Linked DNA regions of Mus musculus: region 1 is linked to region 2. Evidence: chromatin contacts called from public promoter capture Hi-C data. All regions are on one chromosome and are shown on one strand. The core of a region is the stretch at or near the end of the contact, and the rest is flanking DNA. Distances in the headings are between cores, read along the strand shown. Region 1 holds the start of Cptp (ceramide-1-phosphate transfer protein). Region 2 has its middle 20 kb from the start of Gm52714.

What was found. Promoter capture Hi-C pulls out the DNA fragments that hold promoters and counts their contacts.
Region 1: a contact with region 2 is called in a promoter capture Hi-C map of the HPC-7 cell line. The contact joins the promoter of Cptp here to the enhancer-like site in region 2. A contact is called at or near these places in 4 of 39 promoter capture datasets (the HPC-7 cell line, cranial neural crest, liver and 1 more), 3 of 484 Hi-C or Micro-C datasets (the AML12 cell line, liver and nephron progenitors), 5 of 115 datasets of contacts at active chromatin or transcription factors (craniofacial prominence and embryonic stem cells) and 1 of 9 other capture datasets (liver).

What each region holds. Positions count from the first base shown.
Region 1 is chr4:155,868,156-155,874,826 of GRCm38.p6, forward strand. It overlaps Cptp (ceramide-1-phosphate transfer protein), which reads right to left and starts at 1,285. Exons shown (of 3, transcript NM_024472.4): 1 at 1,012-1,285. It overlaps Ints11 (integrator complex subunit 11), which reads left to right and starts at 1,412. Exons shown (of 17, transcript NM_028020.3): 1 at 1,412-1,565; 2 at 3,972-4,069; 3 at 4,695-4,768. The coding sequence starts at 1,538.
Region 2 is chr4:156,081,279-156,087,970 of GRCm38.p6, forward strand. No RefSeq gene overlaps it. Among named protein-coding and RNA genes, the nearest start is that of Gm52714, 20 kb to the left of the region's middle. Within about 2 kb of position 1,598, at least 34 of the 459 cell types and tissues checked have an H3K27ac peak or open chromatin away from gene starts, as enhancers often do. A contact at or near this core is called in the HPC-7 cell line and nephron progenitors, where this site is marked.

The DNA.
Region 1 (6,671 bases), core at 35-2,534, 210 kb before region 2:
CTTTAACTTTCTTTTTTAATTTGTTTTTTCAAGACAAGATTTCTCTGTGTAACCCTGGCTGTCCTGGAGCTTACTCTGTAAATCAGGCTGATCTTGAACTCAGATCTGCCTGTCTGGGATTAAAGTGCTGGGGTTAAAGGTGTGTGCCACCATGTCAAACTAGGCCTTTTACTTTCAATCTTTCTGCTTCCCGAGTAGCTAGAACTACAAGTTTGTGCCACTAGGCTCCTTTTGTGTTCACATGTTGGATGGGTCACTCTAAGCACCCAGTCCCTACCTTTCCTGCTATCTTAACAGCCTTGCCTTGATGTCCAGGACCAACTCTGTGGGATGTGGCTGCATTACACTTATGTCCAACACTTACCACCAGTCCTGGAGATTCTTGTGGATTCCTGCCTTAACCTCTGTACCATCAGGCCTTCAAAAACCCACCCCTATCCAGTGTGCAACGTATCTGTGTGCAAGTTTTTTCTTTCCTTCACACAGTCCTAGGTCTCAGTCCTTCAGCTCTGGGAGTGTGGTCTACATGTCTCCCCGGTCCATGTAAATGGTGACAGGGCCTCATGGGTTGGACTGGATGCCTGTCGCAAGTTCCAGACTTAGGAGATGGGCTCACCTTGTGTTTAGGTGTCAGGGACAGCCCCGCCTGGGCCTCAAAGTTGGCGACGCCCAGAATCTTGCGATACACCCTCGGCCTGTTTGCTGTCCCGTGGGTCAATAGTCTCTATGCCGCCCCCCTCACCCCAGTTCTTTTTTGGCCACCTAACAATCCTGCGGCCAGGCCTTCCTGCCCAGAGCCTGAGCCAAGTAGCCTCTTAGAACTGTCCGCGGTAAACCCGGAAAGAACAGGAAGGGAGAGCAGCTCGCCAGCTCCCGGAAGGTGATCCAGCTCCCTCTGATGATCAAGCTAAACAGGATGGACAGCCGGGCAAAGGCCCACAAGCTGGCACCCAGCATACACCTAGGCGTAGCAGCAAGCCAGGGTGGTGCAGAGAAGTCTACAAATCTCACCTGAGATGGGTTCCGATGGTGGGGGAGTGGTGGTCTCTACTCCCGCGGAGGGCAAAGGGTGCAGCAGAGGCCAGCGATGGGGAGGGTTGATCAAAGCTACAATTAGGCTGCTGTGGGAGACGATTCTTTGCCAGTCCGCCCCGGTGGTGTACAGAGACGTGGCTCTGCCGCCTGGTTCACGTCAGGTAAGGGTCCCCGTCCCCATGCTTTCCCCTCAAGCTCGGAGCCTGCGGTTGAGCAGAAACCTGGAGCTGCAACCCAAAGTCCAGCCTCTGCCCCGCCCTCCGCTGCCCCGCCAGCCATCCCAATTGGTTGCTGATCATCCAATTAGAACTCGACATATCCGCCTGCGTTTCCGGCGCGAGGGCAGGAAGGGGGCGGTCTCGGCGGTTGCGCCTGCGCGCAGTGCGGAGGGACTCGCCGCGGCCGGGCGTCTGATGTGAGCGCGCGCGGGGTCTGCCTGCGGCTCTCCTGCGGGCGGTGCACGCGAGCCGTGGAGCCGTGGTTCGAGGCGACCTCCCTGACCATGCCCGAGATTAGGGTCACTCCCTTGGGTGAGTCCGAGTCCTAAGCATCTTCCGCGGCGTCCGGAGAGTCGGATGGGTCCCTTCATCTCCGTAGCCGTTTGATCATCTGCTCGTCCCAGGGAGCGGAAGCCGGAGTAGACAGTTTCAGAGCCAGTGCCTCCCTTTTCTCTGTCTGGCACGGGGGGTCGACGAGATGTGGGTTTGATTCCTGGTCCTAGAGCTCGATATGAGTCACGGAGGGCCAGCTTCTGTACCTGGGCTGCTTACGATGGTCGTGAGGTGAAATGAGCCTCGCCTGTCGGTGGTGTTGAATCCAGCACAGAAATCGTCCTGGCGACTTTCCGCTCCTGCATTTGGACGGTTGTTTCAAAGCCCCTCTTACTTCTGCTCACCACCACTACCACCACCACCACCACCCCCAAGCGCTTCTTCATGTTCAGGTTGCTTGCTATCCTTCAGATCAGTAACCAGTCTTTGTGTCTGGTCTATCCCGAATTGTTAAAAGTATATTTGTTCATCGTAGAAAACATAGATCTAGACCTCTAAGATCACCAATAGCATAGGATGGCTGTGAAAGAGAAAACAACCGTTTGAAATCTGGGGTTTCGCTGGGCGGTGGTGGTGCACGCCTTTAATCCCAGCACTTGGGAGGCAGAGGCAGGCGGATTTCTGAGTTCGAGGCCAGCCTGGTCTACAGAGTGAGTTCCAGGACAGTCAGGGCTACACAGAGAAACCCTGTCTCGAAAAACCAAACAAACAAAGAAAAAAACCTGGGGTTTCAGAACCTCCCAAATGTCCCTGGGTTTTACTTCCTGCATGTGTGCAGGGTGTGGGGAGCACTTTCCTATTCATGGTCCCGGTCTCTAGGTCATCTTGGCTAAAACTTCGAGTCTTCTCAACTCACTGCATCACAGGGCCTTAGCAGACGCAACTTCTCATACTGTTTTTTTGTTTTTGTTTTTTTGTCTTGTTTGGTTGGTTGGTTTTTCGAGACAGGGTTTCTCTGTGTAGCCCTAGCTGTCCTGGAACTCACTCTGTAGATCTCATACTGACTAAATACTAATTAGCTTAAACGATGAAGCATATTCATTGACCTGGCTCCCCAATGCCCCCTACCACCACTGGGAAAGTTTTGTTCTCTGCCACAGTTCTGAAATTTTTGGAACAGCTATTAAATCCCCATGTAATGTACTCAGTGACTTATTGCCTCTTCCCCCTACCGTGTAATTCTGCTCTATTCAGGGATGTGTGGTCAAGGTAGTATTCTTTACTTTCTTGTCAGTTTTGTTTTCTCATCCTTTTCCCCTGGAGTTGTAAATCTCTTTGGGAAGAACGTTTGCCAGTGCCCAAGAACTGGGCTTTGTAATTTAAAAATGTATACTTTGGCACCTTTCTTGGTAGTCATGTAATGATGGGCACCTGTGATGTCAGGTAACTTTTGTAAACGTGCAGCCATTCCCCTTCTATAAGTTCAGTTTAAGGGCAGCAGGGCCTGGCACAGCTTCAGGGCTAAAGGAACTATGGGGAGGGATGCTAAAAGCTTTCTTTCAGGGAACACACATCTAGAGGGGACAGCAGCAGGCCTGCAGAAAAATCTAAGCTTGATGGCTCCTCAGCGTCATTGTGGATGCCTACGTAAGGAAAGCAGACTGGGCCATGGCTGGTCACCATGATATTTGTGGTGCTGATGATAGTTGCTGGTGCCTCCAGTTGGCGGTGGAAACCGTAGGATCCAAGATGGCAGCAGGGCTGTTGGTTGTCTTCAGGTTGCTGTTGAGACTTGGCCCACGTCTCTCTCCTTATGGATACAGATCCCAGGAGAGATAACAGTTAGTTAAATGTGTCCTATGTGGTCAGTATCTTGGGCTGGGATGACTGCTTATGTCATCCGGAGCATGGGAGGAACTCCCATTGAGGCTGAGCTAGGGGTATGGGGCCTGTGCTGCTCACTGACCAAAGTTTTGCCGTCAGTCATGTTTATTTGTGGTTAGCCTGAGGCCACATGGCTTCATTCAACACTAGACCTCAGGATCCAGGCCTCAGCCTCTTCGGGAAGACATTTCAGGGAAGAAAGCCTCACTGGTTTGCAGCCCCGTAGAGGGTCAAGGCTAGATAATTTGAGTTAGGTTTGAGGACAGCAGTATTGTTTACAGAGCACTGGCTTGTGTTTGTTCAGTGTTGGGAACTGCAGCCAGTGCTCAGTGCTCTGCTAACAATTCGTCACACCTTTGAGATGCGCGGGAAAGCGTGGTGAGGGAGGGCAGGAGCCCCTAGCACAGCACCTTATCTCACTGTTGTGCATTTCCTTAACCTTCGTGTGAAGGTATAAGTGGTTCCGTGTTGGTCAGCCCGTGCAGTAGTGAGGGAAGGAAACTTGGGGGAAAGAGGGAGGAACCGTGGCCTTGTCTTTCACTTGTCCTTCTCTTTGAGTAGGGGCTGGCCAGGATGTAGGCCGAAGCTGCATCTTGGTCTCCATTTCGGGGAAGAATGTCATGTTGGACTGTGGGATGCACATGGGCTACAATGATGACGTGAGTACTGTGCGTGAGTGGTCCAGAGCGCTGCAAGGGCCACAACTTACTTTCTAATCATGTTCTTTCTATCTAGTCCTGGGGCCTTAGGGGATAAATGGGGCAAGTGGGCAACAGAAGCATGCCTGGATAGCTATACCCTTGCAGCATGGGGTGGGTGGCCCTGAACACAGAACTTAAAAATAGATAGGCCTCTTAAGGATTTTTTTGGGGGGAGGGGGGGGCGCGGTGGTCCAGACAGGGTTTCTCTGTGTAGCCCTGGCTGTCCTAGAACTTATTCTGTAGACCAGACTGGCCTTGAACTCAGAAATCTGCCTGCCTCTGCTTCCCAAGTTCTGGGATTAAAGGCGTGCACTACCAATGTCCAGCTCTCATAAGGATTCTTGAGTTTGGTCATGATTGGACCCTTTCAGCTTAGGGACTTGCTCAGATCGTAGTTTGTGAGGTCAGTTAGTAACGTGACCTTTCCATGAGGTTATAAACCGGCAGTGGCCTAGGTGCCACCCAGCAATGTAGGGGTCCTCTGATCCTTTGCTGGGGCCACTCCCTGGGGTACACCAGTCTTGCTTTCAGGAGACCCTGGGTAGCCTGAAGCAGTCTAACTTTTCTCTTGTCTTCTCATCAGAGGCGCTTTCCTGACTTTTCTTACATCACCCAGAGTGGCCGCCTGACTGACTTTCTGGACTGTGTGATCATCAGGTAGGTTGTCATGGTTTTGGTGGTCCTTCCTTGTACCCTACTATGGATGCCAAAGGCCATGTGTGCTACCCAAGCTACATTGTGGGTCACTCTTAGGGATGGTCATTATACTCTCAGAGCCAGGAAGATGGTTATACCTATTGACTATGCTCTCAAGTCTCACACCTAACAGGTACCCCAGGAAGTAGAGACATGGCCAAGGTACCTAGTACCAAGATGTTCCAAGTGCGGGGCCACTCCAGCCTAGATGAGTCCCTGAGACCCTTCCCCACTAGCACCTAGCAACTGTGACTGCACCCTCACCAGTTCTCCCCATTTTGCTTGCTAAGTGTGTCTGGGTCTCTCTGCTTGTACTTCCTTTTCTAACCAAGCCTCAGTTCTCCTCTTCCTTTGCTGTCTCAAGAGTGCTAAGCCCTGCCGCTCACATTGGCCATTGCTGATACTCGAGTCAGTTCATGGTCTAGCCTCCAACTGCTACCACTACCGATTGGTAGAGCTGAGTGAGGGGAGACACTTTGTCTTTTCTTCAGCTCCCATTCTCATTTTGTTGTTGTTGTTGTTTGTTTGTTTGTTTGTTTGTTTGTTTTTTTGAGACAGGGTTTCTCTGTAGTCCTGGCTGTGCTGGAACTCACTCTGTAGACCAGGCTGGTCTTGAACTCAGAAATTCACCTGCCTCTGCCTCCCAAGTGCTGGGATTAAAGGCGTGCGTCACCACGCCCGGCTCGGCTCCCATTCTTATGTCCTATCCAGACAGGCTGCCCAACCCCTTCCATAGTCCCTGCTGACACCCACTCTGTCTGTAGCACTTCCCTTCAGCATCTCCTCTGCTGTGAGTGGTCCTGGGGGCCTGAAGCAGCCATCTGGATAAGCGCTATACTCGCAGCTCAGGCTTTGGAAATTTGGTCCATTCTGGACATGGCTCTCCCACTCCCTGCCTGCTGTGGTTTCACTGTCCGCATTCTTTCTGCTCCCTCGATTGAGCCGTCTCAGTTCTCTCTTGGCTCTACCAGAAAGACTTCATGACTACCTGGTGTGGTGTGTTCCGTGGCCTGCCTTAGATTTCCTCACCGACTTGTCACTGTCTGATTCAAATCTGACTCAGGTGGTGTGTGATTGTATGTATTTGTAGGAGGCCATAGACAACCTCAGGGCTGTTCCTCTTTAGTCATCATTCCCTTTGTGGTTTATGGTTTGTTTGTTTGTTTGTTTTCCTCTAAGACAGGATTTCTTTATATAGCCTTGTCTGTCCTGTCTTGGAGCTCACTCTGTAGACCAGGCTGGCCTTGAACTCACTCTGTAAACCAGGCTGGCCTTGAACTCACTCTGTAGACCAGGCTGGCCTTGAACTCACTCTGTAGACCAGGCTGGCCTTGAACTCACTCTGTAGACCAGGCTGGCCTTGAACTCACTCTGTAGACCAGGCTGGCCTTGAACTCACAGAGATCCGCCTGCTTCTGCCTCCCAGGTGCTGGCATTAAAGGTCTGCTTCACTATGCCTGGCTGTTGAAGATTTTTTTTAAAGATTTATTTATTTTTATTTTATGTGTATGGGTGTTTTGCCTGCATGTATTTCTGTGTACCACTTGCATTCAATGCCCCAGAGGCCAGAAGAGAGGGCATCAGATCTGTTTGGAGCAAGAGTAAAATGATTGTGAGGGGCCATGTGGGTACTGGCAATTGAGCCGAGGTCCTCTGGGAGAGCAGTCAGTGTTACAAACTTCTGAGCCATCTCTCCAGCCCATTTTTATTTTAAAATTAATGTATGTGTGTTTGCGTGTGGGTATGTGCCCATGGAGGCCCAAGGCTTTGGATCCCCATAGCTCATCATGTAGGTGATGGGAACTGAACTCCTGAACTGAAACAGGACCCTCTACCCAAGAGAATGAGTGCTCTCTACCCCCTG
Region 2 (6,692 bases), core at 348-2,847:
TGTTCTGATTTACTCACTGGGATTGGAGCTTGAGGAGATAAATAATTTGAGACCATGGACAGCAGGCCAGGTGGGCAAGAGGCTCTGGCATTTCACACATTATAGTTTTACACTGATTCTTGGGGGGGAAAAAAATCAGTTTCCCTGACACTAGTGTCAAGCACTCAGTAAGGAACACAAGTTAATCAAACATTTTTTTCAAGAAAGGCAATTTGGGGCATAGTAGCTCACACCTTTAACCCTAGCATTGCAGAGACAGGTCGATTTCTGTGAGTTCCAAACCAACCTTGTCTACATTGTGAGTTACAGGCCATCCAGGGCTACACATAAAACAATAACAAGAGTCTACCTTCAGGGATACACTTTTCCCCACCCACAGGGACAAACTCCAAGGAACTGCCATATCCAGGCCAGATAGGAACTCAGGTACTAACTTTAATAGATTGAAGTGTGTGTTTGGGTGTGTGTCTATGTGTTCCCAGAGCTCTTGCTATCCTTGGAAAGAAGGTTTAGCCCCACCCCCAGAAGCAGCCAGACTACCTTGTGCAACTGGGTTCAAGGCCAGAGCTTTATAATATGAGAGAGGAAGTAAAATGTTAAAATACAAGATTAGATGTGGCAGGCCGGGTGTGGTGGCACATGCCTTTAATCCCAGCACTCGGGAGGCAGAGGCAGGCGGATTTCTGAGTTTGAGGCCAGCCTGGTCTACAAAGTGAGTTCCAGGACAGCCAGGGCTATACAGAGAAACCCTGTCTCGAAAAAAAAAATAGTCTTAGATTTCTATAATTCAATGCCAGCCTGGGCCATATGAGACCCCACCCCCAACCCCCCACAACAGCAAAGCTGGAGAGATGGCTTAGCGGATAAAGCCATTTGGCATCAAGACTGACAATCTGAAATCAACTCTGGGACACACATGATAAAAGGAAAGGACATACTCCTGTGGTGTCCTTTGATCTCCGTATGCACACCCACACAAATGCACTCAAAAATAAACAAATGTTTAAAAAGTAAAAACAAATCACAACAAAGGAAATGCAACCCCTGAAACAGAAGAATAGGAAATTCCAAATTGGAAGAGCCACTGGCAGCTCAGCAGAAAGGGAGAGAGAGTAAACCTATGTGAAGCTTCATATTTGTGGAATGCCAGAGCCATACAGACAAAAGAAAGCCCCCAAAACGTCAGAGAAAAAGCAAAAGTCAAGTTTCATACCAAAACCAGGGATTAAAACAGTCTTACCTATGTCTACAGAGGCCCTGGAGAACACTTGGAAGATGTGTACAGCCACAAAATGACCCAGCTGAACTACCATCATAATAGTATCATGGAATAAAAGTCTCAAAGCCATATGTTTACTATAACCTCCTTTTAAGTGGCTACAGGAGGACCATCTACTTTGGCAAAGAGCAACCCAGGAACTATGAGCTCCAGATCCAGAGAATCTGATGAAGGAGGTGGAGGATTCTTCAGGGTGAAAACCAGCGGCCACCTCAAGATGCCAACCCCACCCCCGCACAAAAGGCTCAGGCTGAGAGCCTTTCCCAGAAAGGCCCAGTACAGATGAGTTAGTAATTTGATCAGAGAAAACTAAGCAAGCAAGAAGAGAAAGGCAATTATTAACCCTTTGGAAAAGCACAAGAGTTCAAGTTAGAACATGTATCAGAAGCCATAGGCCTCTCAAATGCAGATCTTGTTGTCGCAAAACAGTTTAACTGAACTCCTAGCATAACTACAGGAAAGAAAGAGAAAAAGAGGAAGAGAAAACTCAAGGATTCAGTGCCAAGACAAGAGGCGAGAGAAAGATAAACATGCTCCCCCCTTGGTGAGGTCAGTGAGTAGCAGCTTAGTCCTGTCAGGGCAAGTGACAATGAATCCCACTAGAGTTGGGGCAAGCTGAAAGTAGGGTGTGACTGAGAAAATGCTTCTCTAAGTCTTATAGAACATTTGTCTCTAACTACATTCACATATAACGCTACTAGAGAATGAAAGTTAAAGTTATACTGGGGTTCTCTCTGTGAGACCTGAGAGTGATAAAATAATGTGATAACCTTCAACTAAAGTCTGCTTAAGTAGCTGTTTTTATTCCTGAGAATGTATCTCTAAATCACCTTTCCCACTCTTTGACAATAGACATTTCACATTTTACATTTCACCTTGCCTTGATGGTTGAAACTGGCTAGGGTTTCCCATTATGGTGTGGCCTCATGAGGTCCAATTTCCTCTACCCATGTTAAATGGCCTCTGTATGCCTCCTACCTGGCACAGTGCCCAGAAGCCTTGCATGTGAGGCCAAGGACAGGCCCACGCTTGTAATACCTGGACGTCTGGGTCTCCAGCAGCCTGAATTTCAGCTTTAACAGAGCAAACCTGGGACACCCAGCCTTACCCTAGCTTACTCCAGATCCTCCAGGTAAGGGGGAAGTTAAGTATACGTGTGACGTATACGTGTGGCTCCATTAATGGAATGGATCATGAGCGCTCCCCAGGTACCAGACAGGCTGGACGCAGTTGGACCAGGTTAGGATCTTCACAGCCATCTTTTCCCACAGGAAGCTTAAGACATCTATAAAACATCACTGTGGCTCAATACCCCTAATTTCTCCCATGTTTTTCTATAAAACTTTCTCAGGCCATGGCTATTTCCAAATAATCCAAGATCACAGTGTGATCCTCATCCCAACTTAAAGTGGCAGTGGCTTTCTGGAAGACCTTTTACCGCCCTTGCAGAAAGAGCCTCCTCTCACGTAGACTTAAGCCCACGATTGTGTCTGAGTGTCCGGCCTGACATATCCCAGAAAACACCCTTCCAAGACACTGACATCGTACATACAGGCCCAGGAAGAAAAGCCTTCAGGGCAGTGCCTTGGGGCTACTCAAAATCAGAGAGTAACCAAAGTAACTGCAAGTCCACAGATAATTGTTTCAGTTCCCCCACAGACTCTGGTCGAGTCTCAGTCCTACCTGGTCCCTGGGGCCTCAGGTGCCTTGTGGACTAGCAGGGCTCTCTTATCACGGCCTGCCTGGACGGAATGTGGTGAAAACCTTTGCCTGGTACAACTGCCGCTGCTCCACAGCCCAGGAATTTTGTGTTGAATAATTTTTAACTTCTGCTCTGAGAAAAAACAGGGTTTGTGTATAATGTTCATCGGCACAGGAATGCCAAGGGGCTTTCATTGAAAAGTGAAGACTTGGTAATAATGAGGAAAGCCTGACTTGAAGTTACAGGAACACAAACAACAAAAAAAAAGTCAGAAAAAAGCAGTCCTGGGGGCTTACAGACCCTGCTGGTATCTAGTCCTGGATGCTGAGCCCTGGACACTTACAATTCAAGGACAACAAACAGCCCTCCCTGGAGAGAAACAGAACATTGTGGGGGTAGGGGCAACTCCCTTTTCCAGGGGAGGTTTGTGTTTCCTGATAGGAATAGAACCACCCTCCTCCACACATTTCTGCATGGACTACTTGTTCTGTGGTCACTCACCCCATCTGGCCCCTATCGCAGTGAAATGTCCTATGATTTTTAAAGAACTTTGTATTACAGAAATTGCCCTGTCAAGAACCGCTTTGTACCCTTTAGCTGGCTTTCACAACCACTACACGCATTCTCAGTGGTGGGCACTCACACGGCTACTGCAGAAGGGTAGGTCCCATCTTCTTCAATACTCAGGCTTGTTCCCTGCCTTCAGGTCACGCCTCCGTCACCCACCAAGGCCCTGAGCCATCTATTAGTCTCAGACCTTTTTGCTCTGCCCTGGTGGGAGTCAAAAGTGATGATGACCTCAGGACTTTGGAGCTGGACAAGGAGGAGACAGAGTGTGGCAGCCATGGGCCCTGTGGCCACTTGATGGGAAGGTAGGCCGTGAGTAGGGTCCGCAGAAGACAAGTGTAGACCCACCAGGCTACAGAGGACAAACAGTCCTCAGACAAAGACTTTGTTTTACCTTAGGAGGGGTTTGCTGGCTTGCCCTTGTACTTCTGTGCCCTATTTCCTATGGAGTGTTCAACAAAGATCATTTTTATTATGAACACTAACCCTGTTTCCCTTAGCATCGAGTATAAGATGCATCCATATGACCTCTGCGTTGTTACCAACTCATGTGCTGGGACAGTGTTCGGTGCAAGGTTCTGCAGGGGAACTCACTGTTATCCTGGGTCTCTTTCAGACTTCCCTGTCTACTCGCTTAGGATCCCTGTCACACAAGCTCCAGCGCTTAGCCTTGCCAACTGATAGGTGATTTGAGCCCTTCTCAGCCTTTTATTTGCGTGTCTCTGACTACTGATTCTGGGCCTGAGTTCAGGGCACCCTTTTATGAAAATGACACTCACAGCCTCGTGCTAGTTTTCCCACTATGGTATTGTAGAACTCCCATTCGTCCAACCCCAATAATATTTAAATTATTTTTATTACAAGTTATTTGTCAATCATGTGTGTGTGTGTGTTGATGTTACCCACTGATTCATCTCGTCAGCTCCTAATCATATTTTAATATGGCTTATAGATGAGAAGTCAAGGCCTGGTACCTTTCTCCAGCCCATCTCAGATCCCAGAGGTGGGTAGCTTGCTGAGGAAAACTGAATTCCATTTTCTTCCCCATCACATACTTGTTTTACACACCTGATAAACTCATCACCTTGGCTTGTGGACTTCTGTTAGTGTATGTTGTTGGAGGCCTCTGCCTATACATCATTTGTTCCTGCGCTAAATACAAATATAGCAATTGCTTTTTCATAGGCCCTTAGCATCTGAAGGAGCTAACTCTCTCTGTTCTTTCTCTAATCTTAAGGATTATTTATTTATACTTAAGGATTATTTATTTATTTATTTATTTATTTATTTATTTTTGTTGTTGTTGGTGGTGGTGGGTTTTTTTTGTTTGGTTGGTTGTTTTTTTGAGACAGGGTTTCTCTATGTGACTCTGATTGTCCTGATTCTCACTATATAGACCAGGCTGGCCTGGAACTCCAAGAGATCAGCTTACCTCTGCCTCCTGGGTGCTGTAATAAAGGTGTGTGCCACCATGACTGGATTTATTCACATCTTTTTATTTCATCATTATTAGGGTAAGTTTATCTAGTTCCTGAATTTTTTTCAGATGAGGCTTGGAATAGGTTTTGTAGGTGTCTAGGAGATCTAGGAGCTGGGTTCTAATAGTGTTTGATCTTCCCAGAGACTGGAGACATCTAAATAGGCTCAAGTTCCTTGAATTTTAAAGATTTGGATAGGTGTGGTATGCACTAACATAAGTTAATTACTAGATACTACCATGAATTCTATTTTTTTCTAATTAGTTATTGCTGATGTTGAAAATACTATCTAATTTTGTTGATGTTGTGTTTTTTTTCTATTAAAAATTGAGGTAAGTCAGGAGATGGTGGTGCACATCTTTAAGCCCAGAACTAGAGAGGCAAAGACAGGTCATTCTCTGAGTTTGAAGCTACCCTGGTCTACAGAGTGAGTTCCAACCCTATCTTTCTTTTGTTTTTGTTTTTTTCGAGACAAAGTTTCTCTGTATAGTCCTGGCTGTCCTGGAACTCACTTTGTAGACCAGGCTGGCCTCAAACTCAGAAATCTGCCTGCCTCTGCCTCCCGAGTGCTGGGATTAAAGGTGTGTGCCACCATGCCCGGCTTGAGAAACCCATTTTGAAAAACCAAAAAAGAAGGAAGAGGAGGAGGAGGAGGAGGAGGAGGAGGAGGAGGAGGAGGAGGAGGAGGAAAGGGAGAAGGGAGAAGAAGGGAGAAGGGAAAAGAAGAAGGGAAAAGAAGAGAGAAGAAGAAGGGAGAAGAAGGGAGAAGGGAGAAAGGGAGAAGGGAGGGAGAAGGGAGCAGGAGGAGGAGGAGGAGGAGAAGAAGAAAAAGAAAGAAAGAAAGAAAGAAAGAAAGAAAGAAAGAAAGAAAGAAAGAAAGAAAGAAAAGTTGGATGTGGTGGCACAAGCCTGTAATCCCTGCATTTGAAAGGCTGAAGCCAAGAATTAAAAAATCTAACACCAGCCTGGGATACAGCCTGACTCAAAAAAAGAAATGAATTTTTAAAAAGAAGAGGTGAAATTTACTCTAAACTAACCATTTAAAAGTGTGTGCCTTGATGTTTACCAGCCTGGGAAACACCATTTCACCTGTCATTAGAATGTTATTGTGTTTGTACTTCCTGGAGACTTTGTACTTCCTTGGTCTAGCTCCCATCTGCTTTCTATTTCTATAGATTTACCTGTCCTCGACATTTTATGTAAATGGAATCACATACTATGAAACTGCTTCTTCTTTTCTCTTCTTCCTCCTCTGAGAGAGAGAGTAGGGGGAGGGGGACGGGAGGGAAAGAGGAAGAGAGGGAGAGTCTCGCTACAGAGGCTTGGCTGGCCTGGAGTTCCCTATGTAAACCAGGTTGGGTCTTAAACATACAGAGCGTGTCTCTGACTCCAGAAGGCGGGGATTAAAGGTGCCTGCTATCATTCCCAACAGTATGTTTGGCTTCCTTAATAATGTTGATTTTTTTTTTAAATCATGGTAAAGAATAACAAAATGTACAATTTAAACTATTTTAAAACAGATATTTTAAGACAGCATTAAGCATACTCACCTCTTATGCAATCATTACTGCATAAGAGCACCCCCCACACTGAATATTGCTCCAGAGACAGCATGCCTATAGATCATAAGGTTTGACATTTTTTGTGTTGGGCCCATTTCATTTTA